Linked DNA regions of Capsicum annuum: region 1 is linked to region 2. The links are chromatin contacts, called in public Hi-C maps. All regions are on one chromosome and are shown on one strand. The core of a region is the stretch at or near the end of the contact, and the rest is flanking DNA. Distances in the headings are between cores, read along the strand shown.

The links. A called contact is a pair of places that touch in the nucleus more often than the background predicts.
Region 1: a contact with region 2 is called in a Hi-C map of bud, with 2.5 times the contacts expected there. The contact joins the promoter of LOC107854254 here to the promoter of LOC107854223 in region 2. A contact is called at or near these places in 2 of 5 Hi-C or Micro-C datasets (bud and leaf).

What each region holds. Positions count from the first base shown.
Region 1 is chr7:2,039,201-2,043,512 of UCD10Xv1.1, forward strand. LOC107854254 (very-long-chain aldehyde decarbonylase CER3) reads right to left here and starts at 1,773. Exons shown (of 11, transcript XM_016699260.2): 1 at 1,527-1,773; 2 at 185-411. The coding sequence starts at 1,577.
Region 2 is chr7:1,682,011-1,687,013 of UCD10Xv1.1, forward strand. LOC107854223 (transcription factor IBH1-like 1) reads right to left here and starts at 3,520. Exons shown (of 2, transcript XM_016699220.2): 1 at 3,413-3,520; 2 at 1,912-2,703. The coding sequence starts at 2,678. The coding sequence ends at 2,106.

The sequences.
Region 1 (4,312 bases), core at 523-3,022, 360 kb after region 2:
GAAGGACCATACCCCAAGGGACTGTCGAGTGATATGATCACACGCAGGGTTTCAAGAAGGACCACACCCTAACGGATTACAATATAGGACACACAAAGAAACAAGTACAAGCATCATTAACTGATTCCACGAAATTCAAAACTACTACAAATGAATTATAGAAATCAAGATTCAAGAAAATTACCAATCCCATTCATTGTCAACTTGCTTGAAATCGACACCTTCTTTGATTATTCTTCTATTTCTTGTTAAGAACAACATGTTACTAAATGAATTCCAACAACTATGGATTGAACATCTTAGAAAACATATGATGAGAATATGTAAACACCATGTTGTTTCTTTGATGTTATTGTCTTCTTGTGATCTTGAATAAAACCATTTTGCTATGAAAGGTCCATATAGTAAATACTGTTCCAAAAATAACAAAAAAAGAAATAAGTAAGTACATATTATTCTAGATAATATAATAATAATAATAGCACGCGCTAGCCACTTTTCAGTAACGTAATCGAAAAATAAACTATCGATCTGGAGTTGTAAGTTCTACAAGTATAGTTTCACTTGTAAAAGTTGAAACTCCGAAACATCACTATTTTTCTGTTATAACGGTTGAAAAGTGATTATAAAGTTGAAACTCCGAAACAATCACTAATTTTTCTATTACAAGGGTTCAAAATAGGCTATTTGTGAAAAAAAATTTCTGACGGACGTTTCATTTAGAATTCATCTAAAATTTGAAATAATCTTCAACTAAATTAAAGTTGTCAAAAACAATTATTTTTTTATTATAAGAGTTGAAAAGTGATTATCTCATGAACAATCACTATTTTTCTATTATTAGGGTTCAAAAGTGGCTATTTGTGAAAAAAAAAATCCCAAGAAAAAAAGAAAATCTACTAGAAACACGAGTTTTTCTGGCGGACGTTCCATTTAGAATCTCGTATAAAATTTAAAAAATCTTCGATTTGATTAAAGTTGTCAGAAACAATTATTATTTTTCTATTATAAGGGTTGAAAAGTTATTATAAAGTTGAAACTCCAAAACAATCACTATTTTTTTTTTTTCTATTTTTAGGGTTCAAAAGTGGCTATTTGTGAAAGAAATTTCCCATGAAAGAAAAAAAATTACTAGAAACACGAGTTTTTCGGACGGACGTTCCATTTAGAATCCCATCTAAAATTTCAAATAATCTTCGACTAAATTAAAGTTGTCAGAAACAATTACTATTTTTCTATTATAAGGGTTGAAAAAAGTGATTATAAAGTTGAAACTCCGAAACAATCATTAATTTTTCTATTATTAGGGTTCAAAAGTGGCTATTTGTGAAATTTTTTCCCATGAAAGAAAGGAAATCTGCTAGAAACACGAGTTTTTGTGACGGACGTTTCATTCAGAATTCTATCTAAAATTTGAAATAATTTCAAAAACAATTTCGACGAGCATATTTCTGACGAAAGTTCATCTTAAAAAACACATATTTTTGATAATAAAAAGAAATAAAAGAAAAGAAAACTTCAAGTACCTTGAAAGTTCCCAAATTGTTCCATGGCCATGTTGACAATGGACCTTCCATGTTAAACAAAAAAAAAAGTACTCAAAATCTTCTTTCTATTAAAGAGAATAATAATAATAATATTTTGAACAAGAACAAATCTTTATATAAGAAAAAGAGAAAGAATTTGTTTTTTCTTTCTTTAATAATATAATAAAGATAAGATTGTGTTTGTGAGTTTTGTTGAGTTTCTCAAGAAAGTGAAATGATATATCTATGTTAACATGAGGCTATCTAACATATATATAGATGAAAATAGAAATATAGTCCCTTTCTGTCACGTTTCGCTTTTTAAGAGTCGATTTATATAGACGATAATTTCATTAATATATTCATACGAATTTTTTCATCACATTAATATAAATGGATTACAATATATAGTATTTTTTATATAATTTTTGACTAAATTTAAATTTTAATAAATTAAACTAATCTAATTCAATTGAGCTTTGAAGATTTATCAAATTAATTCTCGTGAAGCAAAACGTCATAAGTAAAATTGTACAGGGGTAAAACCTTGAAAAAAAAAAAAAGGGATAATTATTTCTTTCATTAAATTTATCTTCTGATTTTGACTTGACATGAATTTTTTTTTTTAAATAAAGAATTAAGACTTTAAATTTTGTTATCGTAAATGAAAGATAAATAGAATGTATAAAAATGTTAAAATTCTTTTTAATTATGTAGTCATAAATATGTTATATAAAAAGTTGAAATTAAATAATTATAAAAAAGAAAAGATTTTTTTTACAATGAACTAAAAGAAAATAAGCCAAACAAATTGAAACGAAAATAAAATGTTAATTTTTAATGTCACTATCAGTCCAATATTTTGCAACAGAAAAATTTACTTTAAAAAACCTAACTGTAATATTCAACACGTCAGATTTATTATTATTATTATCATTATTATTATTATTATTATATTTTCCATTGATTTTGGAGTAGCACAGCTGTAGAGACAGTAGAGATTGGTGAGAATTTAATGTGGATATATATATATATATATATATTATAGAGAGAGAGAAGCAATATGGGCAAGCATACTTTGTAGTTGTTTGGCCTTGAAAATTACTTTTTTTAGAGTTGAAGTTGAAGATAAAGTTGGAGTTGGAGTTGTGTCATGTTTTTTTGAAACCTTAATTAATTATTTTCACTTGAATTAATTATTTTATTAAATTTGATCTTCTAAGAAAAAATTACGGATGAATTATTTTTGAATAGATTAGTGCTAATTTTTTTGCTTTTTTTTTATTGATGATATTGATTTTTCTTGAATATTATTGTATCGTAAATATGGATTGTTACGTTATGTTTCATATGCGACTTTATTGATCACTTTTTAATAATTTATTAAAATCATAAAAGTCAGTATATGACATATACAGAAAATTAGAATAACAAGAAAAAAATATTAAATTTCTCACTTTTAAATAGCATAATGTACTAGGCCTTATATTTCTATAATATAGTTCATTCTAAACAAAGTTGATATATTTCCGCCATAGATTGTCATTTATTATTTTTTACTTCACGTTAGTAAATTTTGGTTAAAAGAAAAAAAAAGATTAGAATATCTATAACAATTAAAAATGATGTTGTACAATACAACAACAACAAACCCAGTGTATTCCCACCTAGTGGGGTCTGGGGGGGTAAGATGTACGCAGTCCATACCTCTACCTCTGATTTTTTTGTTGGTGGTTGATTGTAGTTATAAGAGGTGTTTGTGTAAAAATTTAAAGATTGGGGTTATATGTAATAATAATAAAAGTTGAAAATGGGAGTGGAAAATTGTGAAAATAACAAAGAGTTGTTTTCACTTTTTGGAATCCAACTTCGGAATAATTTTCTGAATTTTCATGGCCAAACACCATAATTTTCGGAAAAGTGAAAAAAGTGAAAAACAAATCCGGAAAAAAGGAAAAAAATTTATGGCCAAACGGGCCCTTTGTATTGGCCACTAAATTTTTTTGATATATATATATATATATTTTATTCGGTATTCGATATTCATGTTGAGGGTCAGCTAATTTGAAAATACGCCGCGTAAGGCTCATTAGAGATGGAAGTGGTATAACAATATTTTTCGGATTGTCTTGTGAGCACTTCAATTATTTTTCAGATACTTTCAAGCCTTGAAAACAGTGGAAATGTAAGGTGAGGTTGCGTACAATATATCCTTTTGGTGGGGCTCTTCCCCAGACCTTGTATAGAGCGAAAGTTTTAGTGCACCGGACTGCCTTTTTACTTATTAGCCTCTCCCGCTTTAGTACACAGGGTTGCCCTTTTACTCATTACTCCCCCTCCCCCTTTCTCTGATATAGGTCTCTCGGACAAGCTTTTGCACGTCGATTATTTCATCGGACCAAGTATGTACTATTTAACTCCCACTAGTAGTACACTAGAGGAAGTTCAGATCAACTTGTGCATATCGATTATTTTATTAGATCGGGTACTTTTTACTTATGACCTACACTGAATCAGCTTCTGCATCTTGATTATTTTTATTGGAAATTTTTTACCTCTCGCCATCGTATATATCAGATTATCCTGTCCCCAAAGTTTAGATAGATGGGAAGAAATCACCTAACTATTGTTTTTGTGTCTATAGGAACTGAAATCCTCATCTCTTGTATGTAAGCTCATTTCATTGATCACTGGACTACACCCTAATCACTGGACCATCTTGTGCGCGATTTAATTATTCGACCAGATACTTATTACCTTCCACCAGTATATAAGTGTTTCGTCCA
Region 2 (5,003 bases), core at 2,270-4,769:
TATAAAAGAAACTTTTTATTTTTGACTTGTATTACTAATATTAATAAGTGTGAAGAAGCAGGCAACTTTTTGTCAACATGCGTGCTTTTTCACCTGTTTCAGCTGTTTCGTGATTTTACTATATTATCCCTAATTAATTATCTTAAGTCATTTACATATAAAAAAATTAATAATATTTAATAAAAAAGGTAAAAATAGACATTTATGACATGAAGTTACAACTTCAAATTTCTCCCTCTTTTCTCTTTAATTAATTTTGTAATAGTACAAATAAGCCCTCGACGGAGGGCGGGCTAATGAGGACGGATCAAGCACAATTGACAAGCTTCAGTAGCGGATTCAGAACTTAGGGGCCGTAGGTGTCATGGAGGTCCGAACGCATATATAGACGCCAAAAACTTTAAAGTTCCGCGTGAAAACTAAAACACCTATCTAAGTCTTATACTTAGAGGTGTGCATCGATCGATTCAGTTTTATATACTATCGGTTTTGTTTATCGGTTTTCGATTTTTAAATATGCTAAACCAATAACCAAATCAATAAGATATTTTTTATCGATTTTCGATTTATCGATTTTTAGTCCTTAACGGTTCGATTTTCGATTTAACTGATAAGAACATACCCATAAAATAGAAATAGGAGTAACTAACATGAAAAAAATCCGAATCTTAGTTGCAACCAAAATGATGTGTTTTAATTTACAAGAAACTTTAAGTTTGAACTAAATGCTGTTAGAAGAAATTAAGAGTTTGTATAATTGAAATAGAAATTAAGAGAAATATATAATAAGTCATATATATGTGTGTGTATATATATATATATATATATATATATATATATATATTCTTATTGGGTTAACGGTTTACCCAATAATCCAATAAAATTTTTATCTGTTCGGTTTATCGGTCTGTTTGTTTTTTCCACATTCCTACTTATGCTAATTTTAATACATTTTTTTTATATAATTATACCTATTCTATCTTAAATTTAATGGGTGCCGAAACACCCAACAATTAGGATTAGATTCGCCCTGATACGCTTTTAGGCTGATAAACTTCTTAAAATGGTATGCATATAACACCTTAGGTAAATTCTACATCGGAATGAGAGATCGAGGAAATTAAAGTAGGGAGCTACGGTTTCATCTATGAGAATTGTAAAAGTTGAAAATTTAAATTTTGAATCTAACGGTGAATATTTTCGAAAATTCTATTTAAACTTTCATTGAAAAGAAGTTGTGTTTTTAATAATATGAAATAAATTGCATTTAATAAAACAATTAGGACCATATACCAAAGGGAAACTCACTTTATAAACATCCACAACCATACATAAAAAAAAATATTTTACTGAATTTTATGCTTGATTATAATGGCCATAATTTCTTAGACAGTACCATCATTTACCTTTTTTTTTTTTTGCTTTTTTTTTTTTTGCTCATTTAGCTCATAAAAAAAAAAAAGTTACACATAGGTAGGGATGCACGTAGACCTTATTCTTACCTTGTATAAAAAGAGAAACTGTTTCCGATAGACTATCAACTCTAGTAAAGCATCTCAAAGTAGTTTCAAAAAGGAAATATGAAAATCAAAACAGTAACAACAACGAGATTCAAAGCAGTTTAAAAAGGAAATACGAAAATCAAAATAGTAACAACAACAAGATTCAAAGCAGTTTAAAAAAGGAAATACGAAAATCGAAACAGTAACAACAACGAAATTCAAAGCAGTTTAAAAAGGGAATACGAAAATCAAAACAGTAACAACAACGAGATTCAAAGCAGTTTAAAAAAGGAATACGAAAATTAACAACAACGAGATAATATGATATTATGAAATTCACCGTTGTATGATGAACTTAACATTGTAAAAGATAATCCAAATTCATAGAAACAAGAACAAAACAAGAAAATAACATTAATATGTAAATTTAACTTCATTATAATAGTGCTCAAATATAATGTACATTGTTACATCTTCTTTGTACTATAATAATAATAATAAAAAAAAAACTCCACAAGAGTAAAAACAAAGAAATAAATAAAAGAAGGAATTTATCATGACTTCATCATATAATTTTTTTTTTTCAAAAAAAATAAAATAAAACTACAAACTTTTTTTAGGATTATTAATCTCATAACTAGCATTATTAGCAAGATGCCTCATAACATCAACTTGAACTCTTAATGAAATAATATAATCTAGGGTTTCTTTAATTAATAAAGCATTATCCATATATTCTCCACCAGGAACAAGACTTTTAAGAACTTTTGTTCTTTTTTTCACCATTTTTTTTGCTATAATATTTGGTGAAATAATTTTTCTACCTCTTCTTGAAATTTTCCAACTTTTTTTCACAATTTTTTTGCTTCTAATAATTCCCTTTGAAGCTTTCTTGAAATTAATAATTCTAATTCCCTTAGAATTATTATCATCATCATTTTCAAGAATATTTTCTATGATGATTTTATTTGTATCATCTTTTGAAGCATTTACCATAAGTGCATGACTCCAATAAGTTGTTGATTTTCTTGTTGAAGCCATTGCTATATCTGCTGATAATTTTATAATTTTTTTTCTCTCCATTATACTCATTTTTTTTTTTGTAGAATTACATATTTGAAGACCCTTTATCCACTTCTTGAGAAATTCTTGCTTGAGTGAACTAGGATTCCTCATTTCTTCAAAAGAAAAAAACTTGAAACTACAAAAAAAAAAAAAAATACATTGACATGTTAGTTTCACAACTATTAAAAAACAAGAAAAAAAAAGATTATGAAATAGTAATTAAGCAATATCAATATATTTTTGAAGCAAGAAGAAAAAATTCCAGTAAAAAAAAAACTGAAATTAGCTATGAACTTCATCGTTAATCTGTTGTTAAACAACTCGTAGCTACTAGAATTTTTTGATAATTCATCGTTAAATAGGATTAGCAATATGAAGATATTCTTGAAGCAAGAAAAAGGAAAAAAAAAAACACTACCAATTTTTTTTTTTATTGAAATTAGCTACAAAATTCATAATTAATCTGTTGTTAAATAGCTCGTAGCTACTAGAATTTTCTAATTGACATAGCTCGTAGCTACTAGAATTTTCTAATAATCCATCAATGAACAGGATTATAAACAAATTTTGTTGTTTAGCTACAGAATTTGACCGTCACTAATTTCTAATTTATTTTTAGTAGTGATATAAAGTTTCTCTAGTTTGATTTACATGTTCTTATAAGTATACAATTTGTTATTAGAACAAGAAAAGGGCAACTAGAAATTAAAGGAATAATGTCTATAAGCTACATATGATAAGAACAAGATGCAAGATAAAAGAAAATAAACATGAACAACATATGACTATATTATATAATTATATAATAAGGTGTAATGAAAATTTGAGTGACAAAAATGACATACCTTGGTGATTTTTCTTGTATTATTCTTGGAAAAATTTGAAAGAAAGAGGTGATAAAGTATGTTGTTCTGGAAGAAGAAAATGAAAAGAATGGAAGTTTGAAGGAGAAAATAAGTGATGAAAATGCCAATTTATTTGTTCAAATGAAAGGGGTGGGGGTGGGGGTGGGGGTGGGGTGGTGGGCCAATGAGAGAAGGACATACCACATGCACTCACATGGAGGACTATGACCCACTAAGCAAATAAAACCCTAAAAAAGAGAAGATATAGTAATTATTATATCCAAAAATCTTTGGTTTAAGACAGAATAAAAAGGTTCCCTAAATGCCATGCAAAACCTAACATTTGTAACTTAATTTCACTACAAAAGTACATTAACAGAAAACCCCCAGCATAATTATATTGCCCCATGAATTATAATTACTCTTTGTTCATTAAATAATTTCTTCAAAAATAAATAAATTTTCATGGATTTAACATTTGTCTTTAATTTTCTTTTTATGATTTTTCTCCAAAGGAGATCATCTATTTGAAATGTATTGGTCCGATTAATTCAAATTTTTGCCGCATGAGAATTATTAATTATAGCGAATGACACTCTATATCAACATAAAATAACTTTTAACGGTCAAGTTTTGACTATGTCTTTGAAAAATAATCATTATAGAATTTCAATTCCACTAATATAATAATGACAATAGCTATTTTTTAATTACAAAAATTAAAAAATGACTATTTTTTGAATTTTACCCTCCTATATATGGAGATTTTTCTTTTTTTCACTGTTCAAACTCCATTAAGATATGTGTACGTTATATTTTTTTTCATATTTCATTCGTATTTTATTATAAGATTATATTAAATATGTTATTGTATTATTTGATTGAAGATTTAGTGGATAGGAAAGTGAGGAGATAAGTGTAGGGGTGGGCGTTCGGTATTTTCAAAGTTCGGGTTCAATAATTCGGTAATCGGTATTTGAATGTAGATACCACATTCCATACTTATAAACATCGGTTCGATAATTCGGTAATCGATAAATTAAACTTCGGTTCGGTTCGTTTGTTGGTAATACTATATTAAAGTTGGAGATGTGCAGATGTACGTTTAAACATCAAAGATTATATTTAATAAAAACCCCAATTAGTATTTTTTTTATTGCTTTTTAAGAATATATTACAAAAGTCCAAGAGATTCTTTTGGATAACTAATACTATTGTCTATTGGGTTGGTTAGACATATCGTATATTATATATATCTAACTCGATATTCGGTAAATGCCGAATACCAAACGGTATTAATATCTTGTATCAAACCCAATCCCGAATACTGAAATATTAAAATCTTACTCCCAAATATCATATCAAATACCGAATTATCGAATACCGAATACCAAATTTTTCGATTCAATTTGGTAATTCAATTTTCGGTATTTTATGTCCAGCCCTGGATAAGTGGTACTTTAAAGAAACTTAAAAGGAAGAGAATTTGCTTAAGTAAAAGCCATATATATTAATGAATTATTTTTGTTCTTTTTCTTTTTTTAGTCATCCAAATTGACTAAAGTAACATATGATTTGGCACAATCTACTA